Linked DNA regions of Salmo salar: region 2 is linked to region 1. A link is a contact called in public Hi-C data. All regions are on one chromosome and are shown on one strand. The core of a region is the stretch at or near the end of the contact, and the rest is flanking DNA. Distances in the headings are between cores, read along the strand shown.

Region 1 (5,495 bases), core at 1,450-3,949:
TATATGGCCCGTATACCACACCTCCTCGGGCCTTATTGCTTAATTACAACCTATGTTGTGATAATTGCGTTGTTTACTCTATAACCCATTTGTTCAAACTCCACCGTGATGTACAATAAGGCTGTGACAACAAAAAGACAACAGTCACACAGTGGTGGAATAAATTCAACTGCACATACGTTTGTTTCATCACAAAACCGCAAAGAAACATCTGTCCAGTGAAGTCCACAAAGCAAATATTGCAGACAAACATATCACATGCAGCATGGTCAAGCAAGTTAATGCTTTTGACAGTTTACTAAACAACTACTGATTTAGAACCACAGAGTTATCGCAAGTCAGCACGAAGACAACAGGAGCACTGCCTCCACTATTCCAGCACCATTTACACTTAGACATTTAAACATCAAATCAACAAGGCTATATATGCTTAGTTTAAAACACTGAAAGCAAACTTAAAGGTATTGTACCAAAAACAATTCAGTCCAATCAGTGTTGCTAAATATCATGTGGCTATCAATGGTGTGTGTGTGTGTGTGTGTGTGTGTGTGTGTGTGTGTGTGTGTGTGTGTGTGTGTGTGTGTGTGTGTGTGTGTGTGTGTGTGTGTGTGTGTGTGTGTGTGTGTGTGTGTGTGTGTGTGTGTGTGTGTGTGTGTGTGTGTAAAACAAAAAATGTTGACTCAACCTACTTGTAGACTAGTTGAACGCCAATGCCATCCTCCTCTCTTTCATGTTGGCAAAACAGTCTATGGCCCTGTCATACAGTACACTTTAAGTTTTGTTCTCATAGGCTACGTAGCTAAAATGCATGCTAGCCTGCCTTCCTTGCATGGGCAACAATGAACCAGCTATGTTAGCTAGACTACACATTGAAATTCAGTCGTATCTGGCCAGTGGCACAAACTATTAATTTATGGTTAGATCAGAATCGGCGTCATAATCATTGGCTTGTACAGAGAATTCTACTGAACAAAATATAAATGCAAAATTGTAAAGTGTTGGTCCCATGTTTCATGAGCAGAAATAAAAGATCCCAGAAATGTTCCATATGCACAAAAAGCTTATTTAGCTCAAATTTTGTGCACAAATTTTAGTGAGCATTTCTCCTTTGCCAAAATTGAGGAGTATTTCTTTCTGTAATGAAGCCCTTTTGTGGGGAAAAACTCATTCTGATTGGCTGGGCCTTGCTTCCCAGTGGGTGGGCCTATGCCCTCCCAGGCCCACCCATGGCTGCACCCCATCCCAGTCATGTGAAATCCATAGATTAGGGCCTAATTTATTTATTTCAATTGACTTATATGAACTGTAACTCAGTAAAATTGTTGAAATTGTTGCATGTTGCGTTTTAGATTTTTGTTCAGTATAAGTCAAAACCGCAAGTCCAAATCCACATCTCCATCCATGGCTTCGGAAAGGGCCAATTTAGCATGCTAGCTACTGCAGGATATCAACACAAGCAGACAAACGGACACGTTTTTCTGAATATTACATTTTGCAAAGGAAGTGATTTGATTTGTCTGAAGCCAAATCCAAACTGGCCTCCCTTGGTGAGTGTTTTGCTACACCTGGACAACCCACAGTTGAGCTCAGCTAATTATTTTACCCAAAAATGATCAAGGGAGGCCAAATGCTTGCTGGCATCAATCAATCAAATGCTACGGCAGCAACATGTTATGCTCTTTTGGTCCAGACAGCATCAGATACATGGGCTACAAGTACTGAGACAGAGGGGCGCTGGTTCCTCGCTCGGATGATTTCTCCGGAGAGAATCAGCCACTTGCGAATTGATGGAAAATTATGAAAACACAGAGAGACGAAAGATAAATTATTTTATAATGTTTATTGGTCAAATTTTGGGGGAAGCCTGGCTTCCCTTGAGGTCCATGAATACATGTCACTGGGTATAACATAAACACACACACACACTAGAACTATGACATCAGCAACATACAAATAGGCAACTGTTGCAGAAATAACAGTTAATCTAAAATCCAATCTGTCACAATGCAAAGCTTGCACATTGATCTTCTCTAAAGTGGCACCTCATGTCAAAACATTATGAATGAAGTCAACATGGATCCTTCCTGACAGGATGTTACACGGATGGCATGTGCTCAAGGCTCCCTGGAATCTCTGGTATGCATGGATGGCTGCCGTGTGTGTCGTCCATTCGAATAGTTTCCATTCACTGGGTCTGACGGGGTGTTCGGAGTGGACAGATAAAAATAGATTGAGTGCAGTGGTGCTGCCAAAGAAAGACATGGAATTCAGAAGACTATTGCAACATCTTATGATGGATTTGGGAAGGTGGCTTGGAACAGTGATGAAATTGAACATCAACTGTTTGGGTGATGTTGTTGACACTGCCTGTGTTAGTGACAGTGTGTTTGTTTATTAGTGTGTGTGTGTTTAAAATTTGAAAGTCACATGCACAACTACAGTGAAATGCCTTTCTTGCAAATTCAAAACCCAAAAATGCAATGTGTGTGTGTGTGTGTACATGTACGTGAATGGGTGTGTGTGTGTCTCTACGTGTACGTGAATGTGTGTGTGTGTGTGTGTGTGTGTGTGTGTGTGTGTGTGTGTGTGTGTGTGTGTGTGTGTGTGTGTGTGTGTGTCCCAGCAGCTGACACACTAGAGACCAGAGAGGAGGACATTTCAGAGTTGCACTTAACTCACCTTCATGGAGAGGCAGAAACCTGATAGGCTAGGAGTATGACACAGCCGTGCTATATATGGGCCGCGCTACATGGCTTTCTATGGGGAGTTCTGCCATAGAGACCTTAATATAGGAAGCAGACCATCTCCATTCAATGACTTCATTATTTACATTATAAAACTGGAAATGGCACAAGGCAGCAGACCATCATTTGTCTCTCCATTCACCTACATGGCTTATTACTGAAATCAAATGGCATGTTTGCTATGGTATGAAAGGGAGACACCTAATCAGTTATACAACTGAATGCATTCAACTGAAATGTGTCTAATGGCAACCCAGCCCCTCTGAATCAGAGAGGTGGGAGGGGCTGCCTTAATCGACATCAGCGTCATGTAGACATGGGTCAAAATATCCCCACTGGGCAACGATGTCAATTCAACGTCTACTCCACGTTGGTTCAACGTAATTTCATTGAAATGACATGGAAACAACGTTGATTCCACAAGGGTGTGCCCAGTATATATTGATTGAAACCCTATTGGCCATACTGAATATGATACTCTATACAACAGGATTACCTACGCTCATCCACAAGTATCGTACAGGTGATCTTAGGTCAAAGGTCAAAGAGTTCCAGTAAAAAGAACCAGCAAAAAGTAATGGGACTTGATGAAGACCTGGGAGTCAAAACGTGTTCAGGAAATCAAATCAAAATCAAATCAAATTTATTTATATAGCCCTTCGTACATCAGCTGATATCTCAAAGTGCTGTACAGAAACCCAGCCTAAAACCCCAAACAGCAAGCAAAGCATGTGAAAGAAGCACGGTGGCTAGGAAAAACTCCCTAGGATAAACTCCCTAGAAAGGCCAAAAACCTAGGAAGAAACCTAGAGAGGAACCAGGCTATGAGGGGTGGCCAGTCCTCTTCTGGCTGTGCCGGGTGGATATTATAACAGAACATGGTCAAGATGTTAAAATGTTCATAAATGACCAGCATGGTCAAATAATAATAATCATAGTAGTTGTCGAGGGTGCAACAAGCACGTCCGGTGAACAGGTCAGGGTTCAATAGCTGCAGGCAGAACAGTTGAAGCTGGAGCAGCAGCACGGCCAGGTGGACTGGGGACAGCAAGGAGTCATCATGCCAGGTAGTCCTGAGGCATGGTCCTAGGGCTCAGGTCCTCCGAGAGAAAGAAAGAAAGAGAGAAAGAGAGAATTAGAGAGAGCATATTTAAATTCACACAGGACACCGGATAAGACAAGAGAAATACTCCAGATGTAACAGACTGACCCTAGCCCCCCGACACATAAACTACTGCAGCATAAATACTGGAGGCTGAGACAGGAGGGATCAGAAGACACTGTGGCCCCATCCGATGATACCCCCGGACAGGGCCAAACAGGCAGGATATAACCCCACCCACTTTGCCAAAGCACAGCCCCCACACCACTAGAGGGATGTCTCCAACCACCAACTTACCGTCCTAAGACAAGGCCGAGTATAGCCCACAACGATCTCCGCCATGGACAACCCAAGGGGGGGGCGCCAACCCAGACAGGAAGACCACGTCAGTGACTCAACCCACTCAAGTGACGCACCCCTCCCATGGACGGCATGGAAGAAGACCAGTAAGCCAGTGACTCAGCCCCTGTAAAAGGGTTAGAGTCAGAGAATCCCAGTGGAAAGAGGGGAACCGGCAAGGCAGAGACAGCAAGGGCGGTTCGTTGCTCCAGCCTTTCCGTTCACCTTCACACTCCTGGGCCAGACTATACTTAATCATAGGACCTACTGAAGAGATAAGTCTTCAGTAAAGACTTAAAGGTTGAGACTGAGTCTGCGTCTCTCACATTGGTAGGCAGACCATTCCATAAAAATGGAGCTCTATAGGAGAAAGCCCTACCTCCAGCCGTTTGCTTAGAAATTCTAGGGACAATTAGGAGGCCTGCGTCTTGTGACCATAGCGTACGTGTAGGTATGTACGGCAGGACAAAATCGGAAAGATAGGTAGGAGCAAGCCCATGTAATGCTTTGTAGGTTAGCAGTAAAACCTTGAAATCAGCCCTTGCTGATCACCTGGGAGTATAGATTGCAGTGTGTATACTGTAAACTCTATATGGATGTATCTGAGCCTGTGTCAATGATTGCAATGTTTGCCTTATGTGGCACGGAATTCATATATATATATATATATATATATATACTGCTCAAAAAAATTAAGGGAACACTTAAACAACACATCCTAGATCTGAATGAAAGAAATAATCTTATTAAATACTTTTTTCTTTACATAGTTGAATGTGCTGACAACAAAATCACACAAAAATAATCAATGGAAATCCAATTTATCAACCCATGGAGGTCTGGATTTGGAGTCACACTCAAAATTAAAGTGGAAAACGACACTACAGGCTGATCCAACTTTGATGTAATGTCCTTAAAACAAGTCAAAATGAGGCTCAGTAGTGTGTGTGGCCTCCACGTGCCTGTATGACCTCCCTACAACGCCTGGGCATGCTCCTGATGAGGTGGCAGATGGTCTCCTGAGGGATCTCCTCCCAGACCTGGACTAAAGCATCCGCCAACTCCTAGACAGTCTGTGGTGCAACGTGGCGTTGGTGGATGGAGCGAGACATGATGTCCTAGATGTGCTCAATTGGATTCAGGTCTGGGGAACGGGCGGCCCAGTCCATAGCATCAATGCCTTCCTCTTGCAGGAACTGCTGACACTCCAGCCACATGAGGTCTAGCATTGTCTTGCATTAGGAGGAACCCAGGGCCAACCGCACCAGCATATGGTCTCACAAGAGGTCTGAGGATCTCATCTCGGTACC
Region 2 (5,495 bases), core at 1,814-4,313, 79 kb after region 1:
ACTGGTTGCCACAAGAAAAGGGCAACCAGTGAAGAACAAACACCATTGTAAATACAAGCCATATTTTACCTTTTTTTACTTTAACTATTTGTACATCGTTACAACACTGTATATGGACCTAATATGACATTTGAAATGTTTTTATTATTTTGGAACTTGTGTGAGTGTAACATTTACTGTTAACTTTTTATTATTTATTTCACTTTTGTTTATCCATTTCACTTGTTTTGGCAATGTAAACATATGTTGCCCAGGCCAATAAAGCCCCTTTAATTGAATTGTATGAATGATTGTGGACTAGCACTCTTTGTTAAGGGAATCTTGTCTTTAGGAGCTCTGGTGGGGGTTGAGGTGGAGATGAAACCTGGTAGGGGTTGGGGTGGAGGGGAACTCTGGTGGGGTTGGGGTGGAGGTGAACTCTGGTGGGGGTTGGGGTGGAGGTGAACTCTGGTAGGGGTTGGGTTGGAGGTGAACTCTGGTGGGGGTTGGGTTGGAGATGAACTCTGGTGGGGGTTGGGGTGGAGGTGAACTCTGGTGGGGGTTGGGTTGGAGGGGAACTCTGGTGGGGGTTGGGTGGAGGGGAACTCTGGTGGGGGTTGGGGTGGAGGTGAACTCTGGTGGGGGTTGGGTGGAGGTGAACTCTGGTGGGGGTTGGGTGGAGGGGATCTCTGGTGGGGGTTGGGTGGAGGTGAACTCTGGTGGGGGTTGGGTGGAGGGGATCTCTGGTGGGGGTTGGGTGGAGATGAACTCTGGTGGGGGTTGGGGTGGAGGTGAACTCTGGTGGGGGTTGGGTGGAGGTGAACTCTGGTGGGGGGTTGGGTGGAGGTGAACTCTGGTGGGGGTTGGGGTGGAGGTGAACTCTGGTGGGGGTTGGGTGGAGGTGAACTCTGCTGGGGGTTGGGGTGGAGGTGAACTCTGGTGGGGGTTGGGTGGAGGTGAACTCTGGTGGGGGTTGGGGTGGAGGTGAACTCTGGTGGGGGTTGGGGTGGAGGTGAACTCTGGTGGGGTTGGGTGGAGGTGAACTCTGGTGGGGGTTGGGGTGGAGGTGAACTCTGGTGGGGGTTGGGTGGAGGGGAACTCTGGTGGGGGTTGGGGTGGAGGTAAACTCTGGTGGGGGTTGGGGTGGAGGGGAACTCTGGTGGGGGTTGGGGTGGAGGGGAACTCTGGTGGGGTTGGGGTGGAGGGGAACTCTGGTGGGGTTGGGGTGGAGGGGAACTCTGGTGGGGGTTGGGGTGAAGGGAACTCTGGTGGGGTTGGGGTGGAGGGGAACTCTGGTGGGGTTGGGGTGGAGGGGAACTCTGGTGGGGTTGGGGTGGAGGTGAACTCTGGTGGGGGTTGGGGTGGAGGGGAACTCTGGTGGGGGTTGGGGTGGAGGGGAACTCTGGTGGGGGTCGGTTCGGGGTGGAATGGAACTCTTGTGGGGGTTGATGGTCGGGATGGAGGGTAGCTCTGGTGGGGGTTGGGGTTGAGGGGAACTCTGATGGGTTCAGGGTGGAGGGAAAACGCTGGTGGGGGTCGGGGTGGAGGGGTCGAGTTGGGGGAGGTGTGAAGGTAGGAGGAGTGGAGGATGGGTGAGATCAACACATTCCTTAGGGAATAGCTTTGGCAACCCTACAACCCACTGAAGTCTCCAGCGCTTTTCTTATGTGTGACTGACACACATGCAAGAACACAGACATACACACACGCAAGAACACAGATACACAATATATTTGCTCAAAGACACACATGCACACACATACTGCCAGCCCCTCCTACAGCAAATACACACAAACACATCACCTCCCCAAATGTATGGTCCCTACTCCCCCCTTGTCCTTTCAAGACCTTGAATGGACCCCAACCCCCACACACCCCTCTCTATTACACACACCTCTGTTACACCCCCCCCTCTCTATTACACCTCCCCTCTCTATTAAACACACGACCCTCTGTTACACACACCCCTCTCTGTTACACACACACACACCCCTCTCTGCTACACCCCTCCTCTCTGTTACACACACACCCCTCTGTTATACACACACACACACACCCCTCTCTGTTACACACACACACACACCTCTCTGCTACACCCCCCCTCTCTGTTACACACACACCCCTCTGTTACACACACACACACCTCTCTATTACACACGCACACACACCAGCCCCCCAAGGAATACGGGCAAACCTCCTGCCAGTAGGCAGTCTCTATTGTTAAAACGCAGCCACATTAGCAGGGAATGTTAAGCACGGCTCATAAAGGCGTCCGCATGCTTCAAATCAAATCAAACTTCATTTGTCACATGTGCCGAACACAACATGTGTAGACCTTACCGTGAAATGCTTACTTACAAGCCCTTAATTAACAGTGTCGTTCAAGAAAGAGCTGGGCAGCTCGCGGCTGGATTTCCCTTTGTAGTCCGTAATCTTTTTCAAGCCCTGCCACATCCGACGAGCATCAGAGCCAGTGTAGTAGGATTCAATCTTAGTCCTGTATTGATGCTTTGCTTGTTTGATGGTTCGTCTGAGGGCATAGCGGGATTTCTTATAAGGGTCCGGATTAGTGTCCCACTTTTAGAAAGCGGCAGCTCTAGCCTTTAGCTCAATGCTTCCCAGCCGAAACAGTTCAAAAGTGTTTGTGCATATATCATAACGACATTTTGTGACTTTTTTGTTAGTTTTGGACGAAGTCGATAGCCTAAGATTACGCCCCTTCGTCGGTGATTGGTCAACTGTAGTGATTTTTCAATAAAGTATTTGTTAACGTTCAACAAAAGACAACTCCTTTTCATGCACATTTTTTCATTGAGAAATGCTGGACCAAATATCTTAGTTAGATGTAAAATTGCGCAACTAAGATCTCCTCTGCAAAAACGTAAAAATTAATGGCAGATTTCTTGAGTTATTTTAGATTAATTTGGACTATTTTGAGGCAGTGTATACTGGCTATGGCATCTCAAAATAGACAAACAGTACTATTGCCGCCTTTTTCAAGCAAAGGTCTTTTAAGGGAGAATGTGAGCACACTCGTTACGTTCAACTAACCGAGTTTGGCTAGCCGCCAGCTGAACTGAAGCATGCTGACGCCTTAAGCCCATTCACACATGTACACACACACACAACCATTTTTTAAAATGTATTTAACCTTTATTTAACTAGGCAAGTCAGTTAGGAACAAATTCTTATTTACAATGACAGCCTACCCCGGCCAAGCCCTTAACCTGGACAACGCTGGGCCATTTGTGCGCAGCCTTATGGGACTCCCAATCACGGCTGGTTGTGATACAGCCTGGAATCAAACCAGGGTCTGTAGTGATGCCTCTAAGACTGAGATGCAGTGCCTTAGACCGCTGCGCCACTCAGGAGCCCTTAAAACTGAGCCCATGCATTTCCATGACAGCTAATATTAGCCTTTCTGTTGATAGAATCATTCCTTAACACGTTTTCATCTTTAATGAACGTTACGCTAAAAGGATCGACACAAAATCACTTGGCTTATGCCTTTAAAAGGATCGACACAAATTCACTTGGCTAATGCCTTTAAAAGCCCCAAATGACCTAGTAAGTGCTGTAGGTTTGAAATGAACAAACATGAAGTCACGCAATATGTCTACGCGTGGAAAAGTGTGTGGGTGTGTGAGTGAATATTGCCCAGCACAGCTGTTCCTCTACATACTAATGGAGGGAATGATCTGTGACACAGCTCTCATTAGCATGTCTGACTGCCAGGTACAAAACACAACACAGCTAGTCATTACACATCAACTGTGAGTGTATGTGTATGTGCATGTGTGTATATGTGTGTGTGTGTGTGTGTGTGTGTGTGTGTGTGTGTGTGTGTGTGTGTGTGTGTGTGTGTGTGTGTGTGTGTGTGTGTGTGTGTGTGTGTGTGTGTGTGTGTGTGTGTGTGTGTGTGTTTCAGAGCATTTTCAGTGTGTGTGTGTCTGTGTGTCTGTGTTTGGGAGGGATGTGTCAGATATGCATGACTCTGTCAGTGAGTCATTAGCGTGCATGTTTCAATGTGTACATGTTTCTCTGTGATTCAGTGTGTGTGTGTGTGTGTGTGTGGTGTGTGTGTGTGTGTGTGTGTGTGTTTCAGAGCATTTTCAATGTGTGTGTGTGTGTGTGTGTGTGTATGTATGGCAACATCTCCCGTCTCTGCGTGTCTGTCACAGTGTGGCACACAGAGGATGGCACATCCCCCAGAAGGTTAACTAACTCCACGCCTGTCAAAATACACTCCTACCATATCCATCTCCCCACAGAGCCCACAGTCACACACACACACCCCTCCCCCCACCTAGACACACTCCCCTGAGGGCAGTGCGATTGGGAGCCAGAGGCGTCAGAGTTCAACACCTGGGACACACACACACGGACACACACACGGACACACACACGGACACACACACGGACACACATACGGACACACACACGGACACACATACGGACACAAAAACACCCCCCATCCTCCTTGCCTCAAGCCACTGTAGATGTAAACACATGGGCTAGACTCTGTGTCTGTGAATGTCTCCATGCTATAATATCCCTGATAACACACACATACACAAGGTAACAGTGGAGTGGACGGCTGCATCCCCGCACCAGATCCAGTGTGGTCTGCTAGGTATTTATAGAAGAGCACAGCAAAGGAGAGGAGCCGACATCACTTCCATGAAACAGAAACACACACACAGAGAGAGAGAGAGAGAGAGAGAGAGATAGATAGAGTAGGCGTTGATGAATCATACTCCTAGAACAGGAGGGAAAGATAGAGAACACTCATTTACAGATGCCTCCCCTCTCTTTTCATCCCTCTCTCCTCTCATTCACCCACCCCCAACAATCCACACATAACCTCTTCAGAGGAGAGAAAAAACGAGGGATGACTAAAGCCTGTAGGTCATGTCCTGCCTACGTCTAGAATTATACAAAAAAGGAAGGGGAGTGGGGCGGCGAGATGCTATTAAACCATTATGCAACTGTAATACAACCATAGTACCCAGGGGTAAAGTAGCATTGGATTTCCTGCTAACCCCATTGACTTCTGAGAGAAACAACATGATGCTAAGCATCATTCAGCATGTAAACACTGCAGGAAAACCCCACACCTCCGCCCACTTACACCACTAAACCAATAAAGAGGGTGTGTGTCCTGAACGCAGTACACTGACCCCATTTAGCCGTGTTTGTTTGTTTAGGAAACACATGAGCTCATTGCTGCATCTTCTAACGACTAAGGCTAAAACCTCTCAGCGGTATATTAGTACCCCTTAGAGAGTGTCTCTGTACACATCTCCAGTCCATAAAGAAATGACAGACTGTTCTCTACGGACAGTAAAGCTCCTTTAAAACAACAACAATACCACAAAATAGTCGCATGAAAAGGAAATAGGATCATTGTGAACCTCTGATGTCTTGTAAAAATAAACGGAGCGCCATGCTTCACTGTGGAGAAAGTGGCAGTTTGGAGCACAGACAGGCATAACAACAGATCCACTTCCTGTGTA

The links. Hi-C and Micro-C count contacts between places; a contact is called where the count stands out from the background.
Region 2: a Hi-C map of muscle shows a contact between it and region 1, with 5 times the contacts expected there. The contact joins the promoter of LOC123727709 here to the enhancer-like site in region 1. A contact is called at or near these places in 2 of 3 Hi-C or Micro-C datasets (gill and muscle).

Annotation. Positions count from the first base shown.
Region 1 is chrssa16:45,154,057-45,159,551 of Ssal_v3.1, forward strand. The region is part of intron 8 of LOC106574073; the gene reads left to right. Among protein-coding and RNA genes, the nearest start is that of LOC106574072, 26 kb to the right of the region's middle. Within about 2 kb of position 2,700, at least 2 of the 13 cell types and tissues checked have an H3K27ac peak or open chromatin away from gene starts, as enhancers often do. A contact at or near this core is called in muscle, where this site is marked.
Region 2 is chrssa16:45,232,265-45,237,759 of Ssal_v3.1, forward strand. It overlaps LOC123727709 (extensin-like), which reads right to left and starts at 3,064. Exons shown (of 2, transcript XM_045696676.1): 1 at 3,031-3,064; 2 at 328-1,505. The coding sequence starts at 3,064. The coding sequence ends at 328.